Linked DNA regions of Mus musculus: region 2 is linked to region 1. Evidence: chromatin contacts called from public HiChIP or PLAC-seq data. All regions are on one chromosome and are shown on one strand. The core of a region is the stretch at or near the end of the contact, and the rest is flanking DNA. Distances in the headings are between cores, read along the strand shown.

Region 1 (5,541 bases), core at 1,606-4,105:
AGGCAGAGTTAGAAGTCCTAGCTTTCTGCCTCTCTCTGCCTTGCTAAGGCCTCAAGCATCTTCCTAACAAGTGTTACACTGAATTCTCTCAGCCCTTGCTGATCCAGGGCCACTTCCTGCCACCCTTCCCCTGTCCTGAGGCCTCTGACCATCTCACTTCCCAGAGCTTGGAGTAGCTTCTTCAACCCAGGGTCTCCACTTGCTCTCCAGGGTTCAGGCTCACAGCTGACCAGCCACCTCTCTGTTTGCCCCTCATCTCTGCCCCCCACATTCCTGTCAGAGTGTTCTCAGAGCAAGACAAGGTGTGTAGAGGCACTTCAGTGTGGGGAACATCTGATCCTTGCTCCTCTGTCCCAGGGGAAGAGGAAGATGGAGGGTCAACTTAAACATAATGTGTTGAGGGCAGTCTTGGAGAAATGGAAAACTGGTGGTACAGAAGAGAGGGACAGGAAAGCCATGACTAATGTCCTTGACTAGATACGACGGGACCAGTGGGCACAGCTCTTCCCAGCTGGGATTACCAGGCATTGGGTACAAGTTGAGGCCTTGGACTTACTCCGAGGGTAGAAGGTCTGCCATGACAACCGGAAACATTGAATCAGTGTAGCTTGTGTAGGGAAGGTTAAGTCCAAACCCTACTGTTTCTAGCTTCAGGCAGCAACAGTCTTACTCCAAGATTGCCACACAGAGATGCAATCGATTCACTCCACTAAGGTCGAGGCCAGGTGTACTGGTCTGCACAGGGCCTGGCATCTTCACACTCTTGGTTCTGCAGAAATATCCAATGGATCTCTGACTTGGAATTCTGAGCAGTGAATCTGCTTTGGCACTGTACTTGGCTAGTCCCACTAGAGGGAGTTATCACTCTTGGGCCTGGCTTGAATGTCTACATAGCTCTGATCCTGAGACCCTGCCTGGAAGGTTTAAATGACCTTGGCAACTCCACTAGACACAGCGGTAGAGCATTCTGGTGGACAGCGTGGGCCTCCTGCCTCTCCCTGCATGCTGGCTGCAGTCTGCCTGAACACAGGTGCTACCACTATAGAGTCCAAATGGCAACTCCAGAGAATACCGGGTCTTGGTGCTGGGTGGTGGCCAGTGCTTTCCAGATTTGGTGTCTCCAAAGGTCACAGGTCAGGGTCCACTCATAGAAAGATGTGTCCATATGACCTTTATTTTTAAACCACCAAGAGAATTTGGTCACCCAGGAATGGGCCAAGACAACGACCCTCTGAGAGTGATCCCTATAGAGTCCTGGGACATTGGACTGGTTTTCTCCTTCCCTGGCCTTCAGATTTGTACCCTGTTGCTGTCCATTCATGGAGGCAAGGACAGTCTAGGAGAAAGGGCTCCAGCTCCTCAGTTCCAAGGCCAAGTCCATGACCTCTAGCTCTGTTCTGACTGTCACCAGTCAAGAAGCCTCCCTACCTGCAGGCTTTGTTGTCCTGGGGAATGGCACTTCAATGCCACCCACTCTGAGAGCTTAGCTGTAAGCTCTCTATGGAGGACCCAGCCCTGTTCCTGTGTGGGCCTCACTGACTGGCACCTGTAGTCTGTGAAATGGGTGTCTGGCCCAGGCAGCCCCTAACAGTAAAGGCTCCATCTGCTCTCTATCTGTTCTTCTCTATGGGAGAGGTTGTTGGCTCTTCTGGGGTTTTGGCTGCCTTCCTCTACGTGGAGTCTGCTGGCCCTCAACTACATGTCAGACCTACCATATGCAGGCAAGACTGTGGGTGGAGATGTGGGGGAACTGGCTAATCTGATTGAAGGGGGGGAGTGGCCACTGCCTGGAAAAAAGATCACTCAGCACCCTCTGCCCTGGTGTTAGTGTCTACCAGGGTCCTGGACCAGCTCTAGGTGCTCAGCTCCTTGCTTCACAATGGTTGCTTCATCTCTGTTGGCATCTCTCAACATGCCTACCCTACAGATGTAGAACTGAAGCTCAGCAAGTTGAAGTGACTCAGTTGGACTCACATGGCTGGATACATAGTTGCCATTGGTTATGGTGTCAGATTAGAGGCAGTAAGAAAGAGGGACTTTCCATCTGGAGAGTCCAGAAAGTTGCTAAAGCTGACACCAGATAGGACGTGAGCAGAGGACAGGGAGGAAGGACAGAGTGCCAGTGTCCATGGCAGAGTGGGAAGTGCCCCAGTGTTCTTGCCTACCCTGCAACAAGAGCTTTAACAGAGGGGAAGCTTTGGACACAGAAGGGCAGGGGATGGAAGAGCTCAGAACTGGATCCTTCCTGTAAGCCCTCCCAGTCACAGACACAGAGAAGAAACTTCCAATCCAGGGAGGGTCCTGTTTGGAGAGACCCTGGAGCTCAGAGCTGGATCTGCTGAGACCTGGAGCTAGTTATGAGCAGAAACCAAAAACAGGTTTGCTGATGAGTCATCTCCGGGAGTACCCAGCAAGAGGCAGGGGGGAATGTCCTCTTCCCTGCCCACCAGGCAGGGCCTGGCCCTTCCTGCTCCCACCACAAGCAGCTTGTGCCTCTCTTGCTTGCTTCCAACTCCAAGACCATTGAGCAGAGCAGCCTGCTGGATGACTTCCTGCATGGGCACCCACCCTTGTTGCTGTGTCTAGACAGCAGCTGCTGCCCATGTTGGTGGAGGGTCCAGGAGCGACACAGCAGGGGGCTGGGGACTGGCTAGAGCTATGTCTGAAATCTTGTTCAAAACCACAGGCAGGGTGAACTGGTTGGAAAATATTCCTTCCTGGAGACATTGTAGCCCTGCCTCCTTGAATCAGCCAGCCACTTCCTTCCTGTGTGTATCTTATACATGCTAAGGGGGTGGGCTCAGCCCTGGTGTTTTTTTGTTTCAAGGTTTTTGTCTGTGGTAGTCCTTTGGTGTGTTGTAGGGCACAAGAATGGGGCTGCTGCTAAAGGGACTTTGTCACAGGGTTGTGGGAACAGCTTGGGCTAGTGTGTAAGGTGAAAGCTTTTGACTGTGAGAGTGAGGAAGAGCCCTGGCGTCACGTCTGGATCCTCGTATGAGGCAGTTTCATCACAGACAGGTCACAGGAGCTGGCTCTGATTATTTTACAGGTAACTAACTGCTTAAGAAGGCCAAACTGCTTAGGGCGTCAAAGGCAGAGAGGCTAGACTGACTTCCTGCCTCCCACGCCTGAGCCCTTCCGGCAGTCAGTTCATAGGCCCTTCAACACTGGCTCAGATCCTGCTCTTACTAAAAATCCTGCCAGCTTATTTCCTGAGAAGCCAGGGCGCTTTCGGTTTATTAACATTTTCTTTCTCTTGGAGTGAACAGGGCTGCTCAGCAGCGGACGCACCAGAAGTAATACAAGTTACCTGGAAAACCTATACACATATGTGCATATATAAACACACACACACACACACACACACACACACACACACACTACGTGTTATGGTCTACAAGATGATACAAGTTTCAAGAAAAATCTGTATTCAGCCTACAGGTGATGACTTTCCGTTGGCATGTGTGCACGTTTGTCTGTCCCTGTAGATGTCTGTACATACACATGCCAGTGGCCTGACAGGACTTTTTGACTAAGCCATAGTGTGAAATTGGTGTGTATTCAATAGAAACCATACACTGAATAGTGAGTTTGGACTTTTTCTCAGGCTAGTGGTATATACTACAATCCCTTTTCATGATGCTGGGCCCCGGCTTTGAGCTGACACATCTAAGAACTAGAGACCAGTAGAGGAAACAGTCAGTCATCGCTGTGCAGTGCGTGCGGCTACGCTGGAGGTAGACAATCAGCAGAATTTTTTGGCGGGGGGTATTTTTCAAGATAGGGTTTTTCTGTAGAGCCCTGGCTGTCCTGGAACTCACTTTGTAGACCAGGGTGGCCTCAAACTCCGAAATCCACCTGCCTCTGCCTCCCGACTGCTGGGATTAAAGGCATATGCCACCGTGCCCGGCGACAATCAACACATTAATTGTACTTCACACATTTTTCATGTATGGTGATTTTTGAGTGAGTGCGCACACGTGTGTGTGTGTGTGTGTGTGTGTGTGTGTGTGTGTGTGTGTGTACACTTGATATCATTAGCATGAGCCAACACCCATCCCACAGAATTACAGATTGTCTGACTGAAACACTCTCCTTTTTACTGACATTCATCCACTGAACCAGCACTCGGTTCTGATTGGGTCTCACACTGAGGTCTGGCAAATAAAACCACAAATTGCACTTGTGGGGTCTCAAAAGCACTGTGCTTGTGGGGTCTCAAGGGCCCCCAGCACTTAGTCCTGTGCACCTATGCTCCACCCAGTCAAACACAAGCACTCTGGAAGGGAGGAGCCTCTCGCCTCAGGCTGTACCATATGAACTGAGCCTTGGGGGACACCCTCTTGCCCTTAGACTGGATTTTCTTTCTCTCTCTCTCTTTCTTTCTTTCTCTCTCTCTCTCTCTCCTTCCTTCCTTCTTTCCTTCTTTCCTTCTTTCCTTCTTTCTTTCTTTTTTCTTTCTTTCTTTCTTTCTTTCTTTCTTTCTTTCTTTCTTTCTTTCTTTCTTCCTTCCTTCCTTCCTTCCTTCCTTCCTTCCTTTCTTTCTTTCAGATTTATTTAATTATTTATTATATGTAAGTACACTGTAGCTGTCTTCAGACATACCAGAAGAGGGCATCAGATCTCATTACAGATGGTTGTGAGCCACCATGTGGTTGCTGGGATTTGAACTCAGGACCTCTGGGAAGAGCAGTCAGTGCTCTTAACTGCTGAGCCATCTCTCCAGTCCTAGATTGGAGTTTCTTAATGGATGAAGCATTTCTGAAGTCCCAGGTATAGCTAGAGATTGCACCTCCGAGACTTTGAGATGGCTTATTGCACCTCTAGCCCTTCTGAGTCTTTTTTCTTCTAAATGGAGGGTGGGGAGATACCACATGCAACTGGCAGCCTGCTCACATCTGGGAGCATCTGCTCACCATAACTTCACATGGTAGGAGTGCAGGTGGGAGAGGGCCTGCAGAAGACAAGAGTCTCTGACCTTGCAAAATATTCACTTCCTAGGAAAAAACCACAAACCTGTCCAGAGAGGATAGCCTGGGGCTCCACTTGCCCTGTGGCCATGGAGTCCTTTTATACCATGTCACGTGACAACATTGCCTGTCAGGAAAGAACCTGAGGACTAAGCCCTTTTACAAGTAGATATTTTCAGTCTGGTGATGGTAGTACATGCCTTTAATACCACCAGCTCTTGGGAGGCAGAGGCAAGTGGGTTTCTGAATTTGAGGCCAGCCTGGTCTACGGAGTGAGTTCCAGACAGCCCAGGCTATACAGAGAAACCCTGTCTCAAAAAACCAACCAACCAACCAAAAACAAAAAACCAAAACAAAACCAAAACAAAAAACCACATATATATTTAACATTGTGTGTGTGTGCACATATGTACATGTGCAGACATGTACATGTCTGAGGAGGAATTGTTTCTCTCCTTGTATCATGTGGGCTCTGGGGTTCAAACTCAGGGCATTAGGTTTGGTGACAAGTGCCTTTACCATCTCCCTGGTTGAACGATCATTTTAAATAGTAGTTAGTCTGGCAGGTCTC
Region 2 (5,541 bases), core at 1,402-3,901, 200 kb before region 1:
GACCCTGTCTCAAAAAAAAAAAAAAAAAAAAAAAAAAAAAAAAAAGAGCTGTGCAGGACACTGCTACGAGACTGACACGAAGTCCCTACCTACCCTGTGCCCTGCTGGGAAAACTAGACTCTGGAGCTGGGTCTCCTCGCCTACTGGTTCTTCACATAATACGGGGCCTTCTGGGTTTAACAGTTCAGGAAGCAGACCAGAAAGAGGAGTGTGGGTTATGATAAGATAGTAGTGGTGAGCTGGGCATGGGGAGATGGGGGGCGGGGGGCGGGGGCGGGGCCCTACATCAGCAGCTGCTGCCCTGGCTGAGAACCTAGCTCTTCCTAGATCCAAAACCACTGTACAGCTTCTCTCCCAATGGAAGCTTCCTTCAAGAGACCCTGGCAGGGGCAAACCCTGGGCTCTGGCTCAGGGGCACAAGTCTGACTGTTCATTACACAAAATTCCTAATGAGAATCCTCACCCCTATGTGGTATTAGCAGGTGAGGCCTCCGGGAGCAGGGCCCCCATAGTTAGAATAGCGCCCTTGAGAAAGGGGCTACAGGGGATCTGGGGAGGAGTTTGGTTGAGTAGAAGGACTTGCTATGGAAGCAGGAGGATTTGAATTGGAATCCCCAGCATGTAAAAAGATGGAGATGTAGTGAAGGCATATTTAACCCCAGCACCCCGTGGGCTGATAGAAGGGGCATATTTACCCCCAGCATCCCATCGGGTGATAGGAGGGAATACCTGGATGCTTTCAGGCCAGCTAGTCTGGTTATTCAGCAGTTAAGGACAAAGAAACACATCTGAAAATCAAGCTGGAAATGTCCTCCTACGTGTCACAGTGACCGAAGTGCAATGGAGCTACTGGGAAGAAAATCCATCTGCGGTATTACCCAGGAGCGAACACCGCGTGCTACAATACCATCCGACCAGGCAGGACAGAGGACGGTGAGAGGAAGGTTATGGGGTAACCAACAACTCTCTGGTTAGATTTGAAGCCAGCTCCATAGGATGAAATTCATGGCTGGTACTATAAGTCTAGCGAAAAGCTCTGAGGTCAGAGGCGCAAGAGGAGAATCGACTATACTGTTGCCTTTTGAAATGGAACTGTTACAAAATTGCTTCCTATATATACTATGTTTATACTCATGAATCCATTCTGCCTTCCCACAACCTTAGCCAAAGGAACTTCTCTTTGCTATGGTCATGAGTTAACGTAAAAACTCCTAACTGGTCAAAGTGTTGATAATAAGTGATTACTTAATGTTGAGTGAGACAGGTCTGCATGAACGACTCCCTGCCTGCGACTCCCTGCCTACCGAGGCTCAGGGAACTTTGTGAAAGAAGGGGTTGAAGGAATCTAAGAGCTAGCAGATAAGGAGGTATGCTGTGAAGTGCTGTCATCTCTACACAGCATGGCACTGCACCTATGAGCTCTCTGCCATGATAGCTATCTGCACAAGATCAGTCAACTCTGTGTGTGTGTGTGTGTGTGTGTGTATCTTTGTGTATGTGCCTGTGTGTGTGTGTGTGTATCTCTATGTGTGTATGTGTCTGTGTATATATGTATCTGTGTGCCTGTGTACATGTGTGCCTGTGTGTGTCTCTCTCTGTGTGTATGTATCTCTGTGTGTATGTCTGTGTATGTCCATGTATATCTGTGCCTATGTGTATCTGTGTGTGTGTTTCTGTGTGTATCTGTGTCTGTGCATATGACTGTGCATCGTGTGTGTGTGTGTGTGAGCAAGTGTGTGTGTGTGTGTGTATAAAAAGTGAGTGAGAAAGAGAGCACATTCTGTAGGAAGGGAATGCTGGGAGGTACCTTGTAGAAGTGGGAGAGAAGGGAAGAAGACCTGGGAGTGGGTCTGATCAAGACACATTGTTTATATGTACAGATTTTCAAAGGATGAAAGTTTTTTGGTTTTTGGTTTTTTGCTTTTTTTTTTTTTTTTTTTTTGGTTTTTCGAGACAGGGTTTCTCTGTATAGCCCTGGCTGTCCTGGAACTCACTCTGTAGACCAGGCTGGCCTCGAACTCAGAAATCTACCTGCCTCTGCCTCTCAAGTGCTGGGATTAAAGTCATGCGCCACCACTGCCCAGCGAAAGATATTCTTTATAGAGACAGGGAGAGAAGAATTTTTCTCAAATAAGCTACAAAGTGAAAACCCACATTTGTGATTTTCCTCTGACCTTCCCAGGCATGTCCTGCCATGTGCCGTATGTGCCCACGTGCACACAGGCACAGACACAAACACGCACGCACACATTCACACTGAGAACAATAAAAGGGAGGGGGTAGATCCCTCAGCCCTTCCACCATCCGAAGACTCTGAGACAAGCACCAACTACAAAACAGGAAGCCTACAGTAGAATCATCGCTCACCAGTGCCCCAGGCCCCAGCAGTGTGCAGGTTAAATCCCTGCTGTTTATAAGTTAAGTTAAGCTGGGTGGGGTCTGAGATAGTCTGTCGCAGTAGCACCAATTACCCAAGACATGGGTATGTGCTCTTCCTACCCTAGCAGCAGAAGCACACACACACACACACACACACACACACACACACACACACACACAGCCTTCTTCCTTTGCTTCTCCAGCCCTCTCCTCTCAGCAACTCTTTCATCATCCGGCCTCCGCACTCTCTCTGTAGCCAGTTCCCATGTGAGGCAATCGGGCACTGACTGTTTTTCCTGAGCAGACACATACTGACTGACTCAGGGAACAGACCACAGAGCTGGATCTCTGCGGCTGGGCTCGCTCTTCTCCTCTTTGACCATGCACGTGGAGATGAACTCATTGACCATGGGAAACGAGGCACTGGGTAGTCCTTTGATTATTACCTACAGTTGCTCGGGCAGAAGTACCAGAAAAGGCGAGGCTTCGGGACAGGAAGTTGCCACTGTATTCAAATGTTATGGTAAAGCTGGTGTCTGTGAAGATTGTGTGGGCGACTTCTGACTTCCCTCTAAGAAACTGTGAAGGAAAGATAAAGAGGGCAATGACCAAAGCAACAGCAACAGTGAGGAAGGGGAGGAAAGGAGAGAAAAGGAGAAAAGAAAGAAAAGCAAACAGAGGTGACCATAGTAAAATTAGAAACTCATGTTTAAAGATTTATTAATAGATTAAAAGCTGAGGCTGGGGAGAAGGCTTGGTGATAAAGTGCCTGCTCTCTGTGTGAGGATCTTAGTTTAGTTCCTCAGTTCCCACAGAAAAAGCCAGGGCTGGTGGTTGTGTATGTAGCACGGCCTCAGATGTCAGAGTCAGAACCAGATGGAGCCCCTGGGCTTACTGGGAAGTCTGTCCATCTGAAAAAGTGAACTACAGGTAAGTGAGAGAAGCCATCTCAAAAATCAAAGTAAGGAGCTACAGGGAAAGACACCTAACATTGACCTCTGGCCTCCATATGGCGTGCATGGGCCACTATACCATATAGACCAAGAAAGAAGGAAAGGAAGGAGGAAGGGAGGGAAGGAATGAGGGAGGAAAGGAGAAAGGGAGGGAGGGAGGGAGAAAGGAAGAAAAGAAGGACAGAAGAATGGAAGGAAGGAGAGAAGGAAGAAGGCATGCATACATGTACAACTTGGGGGCGTGTAGAATATTTACAAAACACATCCAAATAAAGGGCTGATGTCTACAATATGTAAAGAGGTCTTTAGAATCAATAAGAAGATTGTAGAAAAGCTGAGGACACAGTTGAGTGGTAAAGCACTCACTTGGCATAAATGAAGTCTTGGGTTTGGGCCCAGAACCATAAAAGGGAGTGGAGAAGCAAATACTTCAACGGGGAAAGAAAACATTAAAGGCTTAAGTGGAAACTTCATGAAAGAACATCTCTGAATGGCTAACAAATCTGATAGGGAACTCAACCCCATTTCTTCAAGGAAGAATTTAAACTACAGTGTATCATCGTGAGACCATCTCATCCACAACACTTCATGAAAAGAGAGTCAGGCAAAAGCACATGCTGGCAAGGATCCTGAGAGACTGGGGCATGGCTCGCAAGAGTGTAAACTGGTATGGATCTTTAGGAAACAATCAATCTTCAATTATCCAAAAGTTTAGGGACTTGACCAGCAATTTTGCTCCTAGGTGTACATCCAAAATGGATGAAAAAAAAAAAATCCCTACACAGCCAGTACTCACAGCAATACTGTTTATAAGAGGTCCAAAGTAGAAATAACTCAGAGGCCCTCTCAAATGATGATGGGACGAGCAAAGTGTGCATCTATTCAGGGATACATGTCCATATTTGAATGGAGAATGAAGGAGACTTGTCATTGAAAGAAGCCAGTCACAGAAGACCATATATTATCTGATTCCATACATATAAAAGTCTTTGAAGAGAAAAATTCATATGAGATACAGAGTAGGTCTATAGTTGTCCAGTACTGGGGTTAAAAAGGATGTGGGTGGAGGGCTGGTGAGATGGCTCAATGGTTAAGAGCGACTGTTCTTCCAAAGGTCAAATCCCAGCAACCACATGGTGGCTCACAACCATCCATAACGAAATCTGATGCCCTCTTCTGGAGTATCTGAGGACAGCTACAGAGTACTTACATATAATAAATAAATAAATCTTAAAAAAAAAAAAAAAGAAGGATATGGGTGTACTAGCCAAAGGTTATGTGTTTCTTTGGGGACTTTGTGATGCTTTGTATATGCTCAGCCCAGGGAGTGGCACTATTAGAATGAAGTAGGTGTGGCACTGTGGGTGTGGGCTTTAAGATCCTTATCCTAGTTGCCTGGAATGGAGTCTTCCACTAGCAGCCTTCAAAACTCTCAGCTCCTCCTGCACCATGCCTACCGGGATGCTGCCATGCTTCCTACCTTGATAATAATGGACTGAACCTCTGAACCTGTAAGCCAGCCCCAATTAAATGTTGTCCTTATAAGAGTTGCCTTGGGGGGGGCTGGTGAGATGGCTCAGCGGTTAAGAGCACTGACTGCTCTTCCAAAGGCCCTGAGTTCAAATCCCAGCAACCACATGGTGGCTCACAACCATCTGTAATGAGATCTGACTCCCTCTTCTAGCGTGTCGGAAGAAAGCAACAGTGTACTTACATATAATAATAAATAAATAAATCTTAAAAAAAAAAAATAGAGTTGCCTTGGTCATGGCATCTGTTCACAGCAGTAAAACCTTAAGTCAGGACTCAGTGACTGGTGATGATCACTCAGCTCTGTCAGAATGTTCAAATGAACTGAATATTCTTAGACAGACAAATTGTATCACAATAAAGCTGATAGCTAAAAACAGAAGGAGAAGGAGAAAGGAGGAGAAGAGAAGGGGAAGAAATAAGGAAAAGAAATAGAGAGGGAGAGGAGAGGAAAGGGGAGAGGAAAGGCCTTCACTGTGACATCACAGCCACTGGAGTGAAAGAATAAATCCCAAGCTTTGCTGGGGAAAAAGAAAAACCAGAACCCACACACTGTTGACGTGGGCCGCTGGATACCATCACTCTAAGGAACAGACTTGTCTCTAAAGCTATGACCCAGAAATTCCTCTCATGGGGTCTACACACTCTACATCCCATGAAAGACACCCTAGAATGACCA

What was found. HiChIP or PLAC-seq counts read pairs in DNA pulled down with a chosen protein or histone mark.
Region 2: a contact with region 1 is called in an H3K27ac HiChIP or PLAC-seq map of regulatory T cells, with 2.3 times the contacts expected there. The contact joins two enhancer-like sites. A contact is called at or near these places in 2 of 484 Hi-C or Micro-C datasets (bone marrow-derived macrophages and long-term hematopoietic stem cells) and 2 of 115 datasets of contacts at active chromatin or transcription factors (embryonic stem cells and regulatory T cells).

The regions. Positions count from the first base shown.
Region 1 is chr7:63,813,770-63,819,310 of GRCm38.p6, reverse strand. No RefSeq gene overlaps it. Among named protein-coding and RNA genes, the nearest start is that of Gm39023, 36 kb to the left of the region's middle. Within about 2 kb of position 2,855, at least 138 of the 459 cell types and tissues checked have an H3K27ac peak or open chromatin away from gene starts, as enhancers often do. A contact at or near this core is called in bone marrow-derived macrophages, long-term hematopoietic stem cells and regulatory T cells, where this site is marked.
Region 2 is chr7:64,009,066-64,014,606 of GRCm38.p6, reverse strand. Gm32633 (predicted gene, 32633) reads right to left here. Exons shown (of 6, transcript NR_169109.1): 4 at 2,826-2,958. Among named protein-coding and RNA genes, the nearest start is that of Gm32633, 25 kb to the right of the region's middle. Within about 2 kb of position 2,651, at least 172 of the 459 cell types and tissues checked have an H3K27ac peak or open chromatin away from gene starts, as enhancers often do. A contact at or near this core is called in bone marrow-derived macrophages, long-term hematopoietic stem cells and regulatory T cells, where this site is marked.